2 separate regions of the Sus scrofa genome follow, and region 1 is linked to region 2. Evidence: chromatin contacts called from public Hi-C data. All regions are on one chromosome and are shown on one strand. The core of a region is the stretch at or near the end of the contact, and the rest is flanking DNA. Distances in the headings are between cores, read along the strand shown. Region 1 overlaps LOC106509952 (a long non-coding RNA gene). Region 2 overlaps LOC110260223 (a long non-coding RNA gene).

Region 1 (3,950 bases), core at 1,394-3,893, 240 kb before region 2:
GTTTTCTAACTAACTAACTAACTAACTAACGTATGTTGGTTTTCATCCTTCTTGAGTTTACATACCTAGGAGTGGAATGGCTGGGTCGTATGGTGACTCCATGTGGTAGTTACCTTTTGAGGAACTGCCAGACTGTTTTCCAAAGCACCTACGACTGTTTTCTGTCCCCACCAGAACTGCCTGTATTTGCTTATCATTCATGCTTGTCTTTAAAGATAACGTGATTCCATTTATATGAATATTTTTTAAAATTTTATTTAATTTTATTCTTTTCTTTTTTGGCCGCCCCATGGCTTGTGGAGTTCCCAGGCCAGGGATCAGACCCAAGCCACAGTTGTGACCTGTGCCACAGCTCCTGCAGTGCCCAATTCGTAACTCACTGCGCCAGGCCAGGACTGAACCTAAGTCCCAGCGCTGTTGAAATGCCACCCATCCCATTGCACCACAGCGGGAACCCCTATATGAGTTGTTAGAGCACGCAAAATTCATCAGTTGTGCTAGAAATCACCCCAGGGCTGCCTCTGGGAGGCAGGCAGAGGGTGCTTGCTGGTAGAGGGAGATGTTTTGTGTCTGGGTGATTTAGTGTGTTTGGTGTCTGCATTTGTCAGAACTCACCAAACTGTTCCTTTAAGATCTGGACATTTCACTGAGTGTTAATTATACCTAAATTAAAAAAAAAAAAACCATACAAATGAAAACAACATAGGTGGGGCGGGGAAAGAAAGAAATATATAAATAATCTCAGGACATGACTTATCTTATCCACCTTCCCCTGGGCAGAGGGCCTGAGCTGGGCAGGCGAGGCCAAGCGTAAAGGGCTCTTAATTGATGTGATTAACTGTGTCTCAATAGGGAGCCTCGTTAGCATGAGGGTCGATGGAAAGGAGGTTATTTTTCATTCTCCCAACTAGGGGATGGCTGGAAGAGGGGCCTGGGGGCCATTTGGGGCTGTTTCCTGTAGGGGGGCGGGCAGGGGGCAGTGGGAGGTCCTGTCCCTTCTGCTTAGAAGAACCACGTTTTCCTTCGGCATTAAGATACTTTTCCAAAAAAAATCATTTTCTCAGTTGCTGCAAAAACCTGTGCTCTGTTTTCCTCTGTGGAGAGGAGGAGACCTACCTGATTTTTTTTTTGGGGGGGTATGTTTTCTAAGGTTGTATCATCCAGTAGAACAAAGGATTTAGACAGAACACTTTAATTTTTCCTAAATGCATTAATGGCTGATGCACAGTCACCAGGAAACAAACTAAAAGAAGTAAAAGGTTTTATCTCTCTCTCTGAGAATCTGCAAGGAAATGTGGATTGAGCTAATTCACAGAAAATTAGGATTGGAAAGTTGTCACTAATTATCCATGTAAAAAATTATAAACATTTAAAAATTAAAAACCCATGTAAAAATGTGTTTATAAAATCACAAAAGTGTATCATTTTATTTGTATACTAGGAAAAAAATATATGTATTTGGCTAGAAAAAAAAAAAAAAAGCCTAGAAGTATAAACACCACCGGGGGGGATGTGATTACATGGTTTTTTTTTCCTTATTCCTTAATCCTTAATTTTTCCCGATGAGCATTTATTATTCGTGAATTAAATTGTTTGAGGAATTACTTTGGTTTCCTCACTGAATGGGGAAATGAGTTTCCTTAGGCTCGCTTCTTTCTAGAACAGACCCTCCCCTCCCCTCTCCTTCCCGCATTGCTTAGAGGGTATGAATTTTGAGGCAGCGCTGCATAAAGCACTGAACGTGAAGTCTGGGGTTAGCCAGATCCGGACTTCGGTCTTACAGGATGGTAGGCATGTCACAGATCTTTTTTTTTTTTTTTTTTTTCTTTTTTTTTTTTTTTTTTTTTTTTTTGTCTTTTGTTGTTGTTGCTATTCTTGGCGCTCCGCGCATATGGGTTCCAGCTAGGTCTATCGAGCTTAGCACCCTACGCCAGACACAACGCGGATCGAGCCGCTGCGACTACACCACAGCTCACCAACGCCGATCGTAACCACTGAGCAAGGCAGGACCGAACCGCAACCTCATGTTCTATCGATTCGTTAACCACTGCCCACGGAACCACAGATTTTCTGTGTCTTGGTTTCCTCATCAGAAAAATGGAACCGATAACACCCCAGGGCAACAGATGTGAAATATACCTGGGAAAACCCCAGCACCAGCGGCTTGGTATCAGTTCAGTCCTTCCTTAACCCCTTTTAGCCTGACATCTTCCTGGCACCTTGGAAACTAGCTAAGCCAGATGGCATCTGATAACGGGACTCCATCTCTGATCGTTGCAGAAACTTAAATACACCTGCAAATCCTGGGTGAGGAGGGTGTATGTTCCAGCACTTGGCGTGAGTGGCTTGACATTAAACAAAACCTCCCTCCCCATGCCTAAGTGAAGAATGCTCCCTGCTGGAGCTCACACCTCTCACCAGCCAGAGGTAGAGCCGATTGCAACAGACATCTGGCTGACAGTATTATTTATATTCCCTCCTGTAGTACCAGTCCCTGCTAGTGGTGGGTTTCGGTCTTCAAGCCTCCTGGTAGTGATACAATGAAAGCGTTCTCTTCCCGCAAATCACAATAGCGGATGTAGACCCAGGCCTCATGAGTTTTGAGTATCGGTTTTTCCAGGGCTGGGGGAGGGGTCAGCAGAGGGTGAGTCAGAGTTTTGCAGAGTCTGTTTACACTGGTGGAGCACACAGGGCACACGTGGGCAGAAGCAGGGTGCACACATGCAAAACTGAGCTGCTGCCCGGTTGTCTCTGTTTCACCTTCGCTTCTTAGGTCCCCTTTGTAACCCTCCTGCATCCTCCAGAATTGCCTCCCCTAGTCCCTTTTCTCGCCTTCTTTTTATGGCCGTGGTTTTCAAACTTCAGTTTGCAAATGATCACCTGGGAATCTTGCTAAAATGTAGGTTCCTAGGCTCCTCCGCCTGATTTTCTGATAGAGCGGCTTGGGGGACGGGGGCAGAGGAATGTCCGGAAAATGGCATTTTCACCAAACATCTCAGCTAGTCCATCGGACCAGGAAGGCACTGCCCTCTAAGCAGAGTCCCTGGGACTTAACGGTATTTCAGGGAGCCACACATAAGTTAGCAAATGAATAGACACAATTATTTGTCTCAAAATAGGAAAACGAAGCTACAAGAGTTAAATACTGATACGTATTTATATGAAATTTTAGAGCAGCTTCTCAAGTTCTAGTCAATTTTTGCAGTTGCATGGGAATTAATTTTTTTTTTCTTTTAGTGGGGGCAGGGTAGATTTAATCTAGTTGATATGCTGTATGCTGGGCTTACAAAAACCGTGAGAAAGCCTTAACCCATTGGATCCTGTTCTCAGGAGAGCCCCAGGTGATTTCTTCTTCCTAGCATTTTCAAGGTGAAACAACCGTTTGAAAATTTCTTCGAGGGTTCTTCAATGGTTTTTACCATCAGAGAGACGGAGACCTAGAGGGAGAGTGACTCACCCACAGTCACAGAGTTCCCTGAAGCATCTAGACCAGAGCCGGCCCGCATAACCCTTGTGCGCATGCGCGAGTCTGCAGGCGCTTGTGACCAACTCCCAGCGGCCTCTTCGTCTTTCTTTCGCTCTGGCTTCTTTTCCCTTTGGACTGGTCCTTAGGCCAGTCTGAGCCCCGAGGAGAGGAAGAAAGGGAGCGAGGATCCCAGAATGGAAACTGCTAACCACAGGCCTGGCGCGTGGCAAGGCCAGTCTTCAGCTTAATCCCCAGCAGAGGACCAAGGGCTGTATCACGCCCTGAACTGAGGCACGAGGAGCTGGCAGGCTTCTCAGTAGCAACTTGAGCGCCACTAGTGCTGGGGGTTGTACGTGGCGGGGGCATCGGCAGACGTAGAGCCCATACAGCCCGGCCCTGGGGAACTTACGTTTATTCATCCATTCGTTCCGCAGACACCTGCTGAGCGCCCTACTGTGTGCCCCGCCCCCTGAACGAGGCAGCC
Region 2 (4,395 bases), core at 1,759-4,258:
TTGTGGATTTGTGATGCCTGTATGGATGCCATCATACAGTGTGTAAGCTCTGCCTGCTCAGCCGCTTTGTATGCAGAAGTGCTTAGCATAAGACCACAAAAACAAAAGAAAAATAAAGACAAAACGGCAGGTCATTCTCATTTTCTCTGGCCACACAGTAGATGCGCACCCGGGAGAGGAGGCATGCTGGCCCCTGTCTTGCTCCTTCTAGGATGAGGACACTTGGGGTCCACCACAGTTTTGTTCCCACTTGAATTACGGTCCTCTGTGACTACCTGTGTGTGTTTCCTATTGCTGTCGTAATAAACATCCGTAGACTTGCTGCCTTAAACAACACGATTTGTTCGCTTTCTGTTCCGGAGGTCAGAGGTCTGAAATGGGTCCAACTGGGTAAAATCAGTGTGTCCATAAAAGGGTGTTTCGGGAGGCTCTTTGATCCTCATTCTACACGCTCCTCCCAGATGGGACTCTACTTTCAGGACCTCAGTTACTGTCACTAGACGGACGACTCCCAAATCTCTACCTCTGGCCGCTCCCTCTTCTGAGTTTTCAGCTTGCATCTTCACGTTCTCACTGCCTATCAGAAATATCCTCCTGAATATCCCCCACACCCTGAATCCACCTCTCCTGTCTTGCCCTGGCGACCCCTCCATGTGTTTACTTAATTGCTGAAAGCTAACTTTCTAAAAAATATGTCTTGATTTTTAGCTCTCACTTAATCACCAAATTCAGTCATTTATCTCACTCTGTCCATTCTGTATCCTCAGTTTTTTCTCAGTGTATCCACTTCTCTCCTTTATTTTTTTTGCTTTTTTTAAATTTTTTGTCTTTTGTCTTTTTATTTTAGGGCCGCACCCATGACATATGGAGGTTCCCAGGCTAGGGGTCAAATTGGAGTTGTAGCCGCTGGTCTACACCACAGCGGTGCCAGATCTGAGCTGCGTCTGCAACCCATACCACAGCTCCCGGCAACGCTGGGTCCTTAACCTGCTGAGCGAGGCCAGGGATAGAACCAGCCTCCTCATGGTTGCTAGTCAGGTTCATTAACCACTGAGCCACGACAGGAACTCCTATTTCTCCCCATTTTCACTGCCATTGCTGTAGGTCAGTCTAACTTTTGCTTATAGTACCTCGATCCTAGTCATCAGCTTGTCCTTCCACGCAGGAACCAAAAGCGTCCTTCTAAAGCAAAATCTGGTCCTCTGTTTTTCTCAACAGAGAGTTAACTCTTTCAAGACCAGCCTAGGGCCTTGTTTCCTATGGTGCTCCTGAAACCTAACGGAAAGCCTCTAACAGGACTCTCTCAATAAACACATTTGATTAAATTCAACTCTTACCTCTCCTTCTATTGTATTTCTTTTAATTTTTTTATTTTTTATGGCCACATCCATGACATATAGGAGTTCCCAGGTCAGGGATTGAATCTGAGCCACAGCTGAGAACTGTGCCACATCTGTGGCAATGCCAGAGCCTTTAACCCCCAGTGCACAGCTGGGGATCAAACCCGTGCCTCTGAAGTGACCTGAGCCACTGCAGTCAGTTTGTTAACCCACTGTGCTATAATGAGAACTCCTTGCAGGCTCTTCTTTTGCATCCTACCTCTCCAGGGTTTCTCTAATCCTAACATCCTCTATTCTGATGTGGAATTCCCTTCTCTCTCTCATCTTTACAATTTGAGAGCATCATCTTTCTAAGAGAGCAGCCCTCTGCCTTAATCACAGTGCCTAGCCCATAGCAGATTTCTAATACAAGTTTGATGAATAAAAACCTTACATGAATACCTAAGGGGAGCCACGAGGATGTCAGAGAACATTTTGCAGAGTTTGCAAACATCCCACAGCCTATTTGTAGTTTCCAATTGAATTTTATGTGGTGGGAAATGTATTCATTTGGGCTGATTTGGGCCAGAAGGGATTTGGCAAGTTAATCCGGTCCATTCCCCTGACTCCAGGCAACATTTCCCAAAGTCCTCTAAGCTGCTCTAGGGAGCCAGTGAATTTGGGCAATGATTTATCTTCTACTAGAGACTGAGATTCTAAAGATGAAATGACTCAACAGTAGAACGAACTCTTTAATTTTTATAGTAGTTTTAAGTCTTACCTTAGTCTTTCCAAACCCAGGAATCCCGGGGCCATTTCGTCCCACTAATATCTGTTAACATCCTATAGATCCAATGTGCCAATTAATCTAATTTGGAAAATATTAGCCTAAGCAAACCTTTACTTTTTGTGTAATACAACTTTTACAAGGTGAAGATAATTTATTGCAATGAATATTCTCCCTGCTGTAAGAGTCGATCATATTTAGAGGAACCTTAAAATGACATATTTTTTTTAACCTGCCAGAGCAGAAGCAGGTTTTAACGTTTCCTTTGTCAAAGTAAGCCTTTGCCTTTCAATGGGGGGAGAAAGAAAGTGGAGGTAATTATACAGTGATGGGAACTGTTCTTTATTCTCTCATCGAGTGCCAGTGTCAGTCTTCTCAAACAAAGGTGCTATTGAACTTGTGAATCATACAATTGGTTTTTTCCAATTTCTGGGCATCACCTGGGCTCAGTAGGAAAGGGTCCTTGGTACAGGGGAAAGCATTTGTAGCCAGAGGTCTATTATTGCGCCTTCAAGCACTTCATGTAGTTATTCTGCACTTGTTTATTCCCTTCTGCTTAGTGTAGACAATATCCGGATCTACGAAACCCATTTGTGGCCTCCGTGAGTGAGTGAAAGTGGAATCAATACATATGCCATTTTTGCCCTCCACTATTAGGACAATCATTTGGCACCACGCCCCATATTTTGGGCTTGCACTGTCTCGATAAATCTTCACAGTTACCTGGGAGATGGTTTGCACAACCAGATCATAATTTGGGAAAATGAGGCTAAGGGACTTGGTCGCATGCTGCTGTCATCAGGGGACAGTGTCATAGTTCTAACACGGGGCATATCCACTCCGTGGCTCATTGCTCTCACCGTTGGACAGGGTGATGTCATCGGTAGAATGTTTGAAGGTTGAACTTTTGCTCAGGGTCAAGGGCAAGCTGGTCTGGAACAAACAGCCACCATGTCCTTTGTGTATGTGTGTTTTAGGAGCTATCACTCAGCTGCAGCAGCAGGAGAGGAACTTTTCCATCCTATCTTAGGCCTCATGCAAATTCCCTCCTAGCAATATAGCTTTGTGGAGAATTACATTTCCTGCTGCAGTGATTAGATAGGCGGGCTCATTTAAGTCCTATCAGCCAGAACTTAGCCCTGTACTTTGCTCGTAAGTTTATGAATAAGCTCTTCATGCCAGCTTTCTTCTCTCTCTCTCTCTCTCTCTCTCTCTCTCTCTCTCTCTCCTTTTGGTAGGGGGATAATAATTCAGACTCTTTGTTTCCCATTTACTTCCATCAACATCATTTCCGTTGGGATGTGCCTATTGTCTTGTTTGCCAGGCAGGTGGTTTTATCTGCATTTGTGGGTGGCAGAACTGACGACCAGAGGCACCTAAGAGCATGGTTGAAAGTCACATGGTTTAGCATTTTATAAACACCTCATCCTAGTGCTTACTAAACGATATGGTATCCCTTTTTTGTTTGTTTTTGTTTGGTTTGAGGGGCCATGCCCATGCAATATGGAAGTTCCCAGGCCAGGGATCAAATCTGAGCCACAGCTGCAACCTATGTCATAGCTGCAGCAACACTGGATCCTTACTTAACCCACTGCACTGGCCTGGGGATAGAATCCATGCTACCCCAGAGACAACGATGGCGCTCTTGTTTATCTGTCTCTTTTTCCCATGGTAAAAATAGTGAGAGTATCTTGAAGGTAGAAATTATGTCTTTCAGCTGAGTTTTCCTAAGATGTAAGAGTCCAGAACATATAAATACGTAATACGTTTCAGAGACGGACCCTCAAATGGAATCTGGGATTCCAGGTACTCTCGAATTTTCACCTCTTCAGACTTTGATATCTAAATGCCAACCTGACATCTCCACGAGGATGCCGGAGGCATCGTAACAGTAACATGACCACAGCAGAACTCTTGATTTTCTTTTGCAAACCTACTTTTCCTTGGATTTTGTCCGCTAGGTAGCTTTACCGTTTTGCATGCCAGAACTCTGAGTTATCTTTGAATTTTTTTTTTTTCCTTCCACCTTCAAGGTCTAATGGGTCATGAAATCCTCTTGACTTGCCATTGAAACACATCCAGAATGTCCCACTGCTAACCTACCTCCCTGTTTCTACCCCAGTTGAAGCCACCATCTCCTCTAGCTTGAACCACTGCAAATATTTTCCTCCCTGGTCCTCTTTCTACTCTTGTCATCCTATCATCCATTGCCTACAAAGCACTTGGAGTGATTTTTTAAGAAGGCAAATAAGACTTAAATGACTCTTCTGTTTAAAACACCTTGCTGCC

What was found. A called contact is a pair of places that touch in the nucleus more often than the background predicts.
Region 1: a contact with region 2 is called in a Hi-C map of fetal liver, with 2.9 times the contacts expected there. The contact joins two enhancer-like sites. A contact is called at or near these places in 3 of 47 Hi-C or Micro-C datasets (fetal liver, liver and skeletal muscle).

The regions. Positions count from the first base shown.
Region 1 is chr4:12,196,609-12,200,558 of Sscrofa11.1, reverse strand. It overlaps LOC106509952 (a long non-coding RNA gene), which reads left to right. Exons shown (of 6, transcript XR_002343095.1): 5 at 3,901-3,950. Among named protein-coding and RNA genes, the nearest start is that of MYC, 260 kb to the left of the region's middle. Within about 2 kb of position 2,643, at least 12 of the 83 cell types and tissues checked have an H3K27ac peak or open chromatin away from gene starts, as enhancers often do. A contact at or near this core is called in fetal liver and liver, where this site is marked.
Region 2 is chr4:11,952,849-11,957,243 of Sscrofa11.1, reverse strand. All of the region lies in intron 2 of LOC110260223 (a long non-coding RNA gene), which reads left to right. Among named protein-coding and RNA genes, the nearest start is that of MYC, 510 kb to the left of the region's middle. Within about 2 kb of position 3,008, at least 6 of the 83 cell types and tissues checked have an H3K27ac peak or open chromatin away from gene starts, as enhancers often do. A contact at or near this core is called in fetal liver and liver, where this site is marked.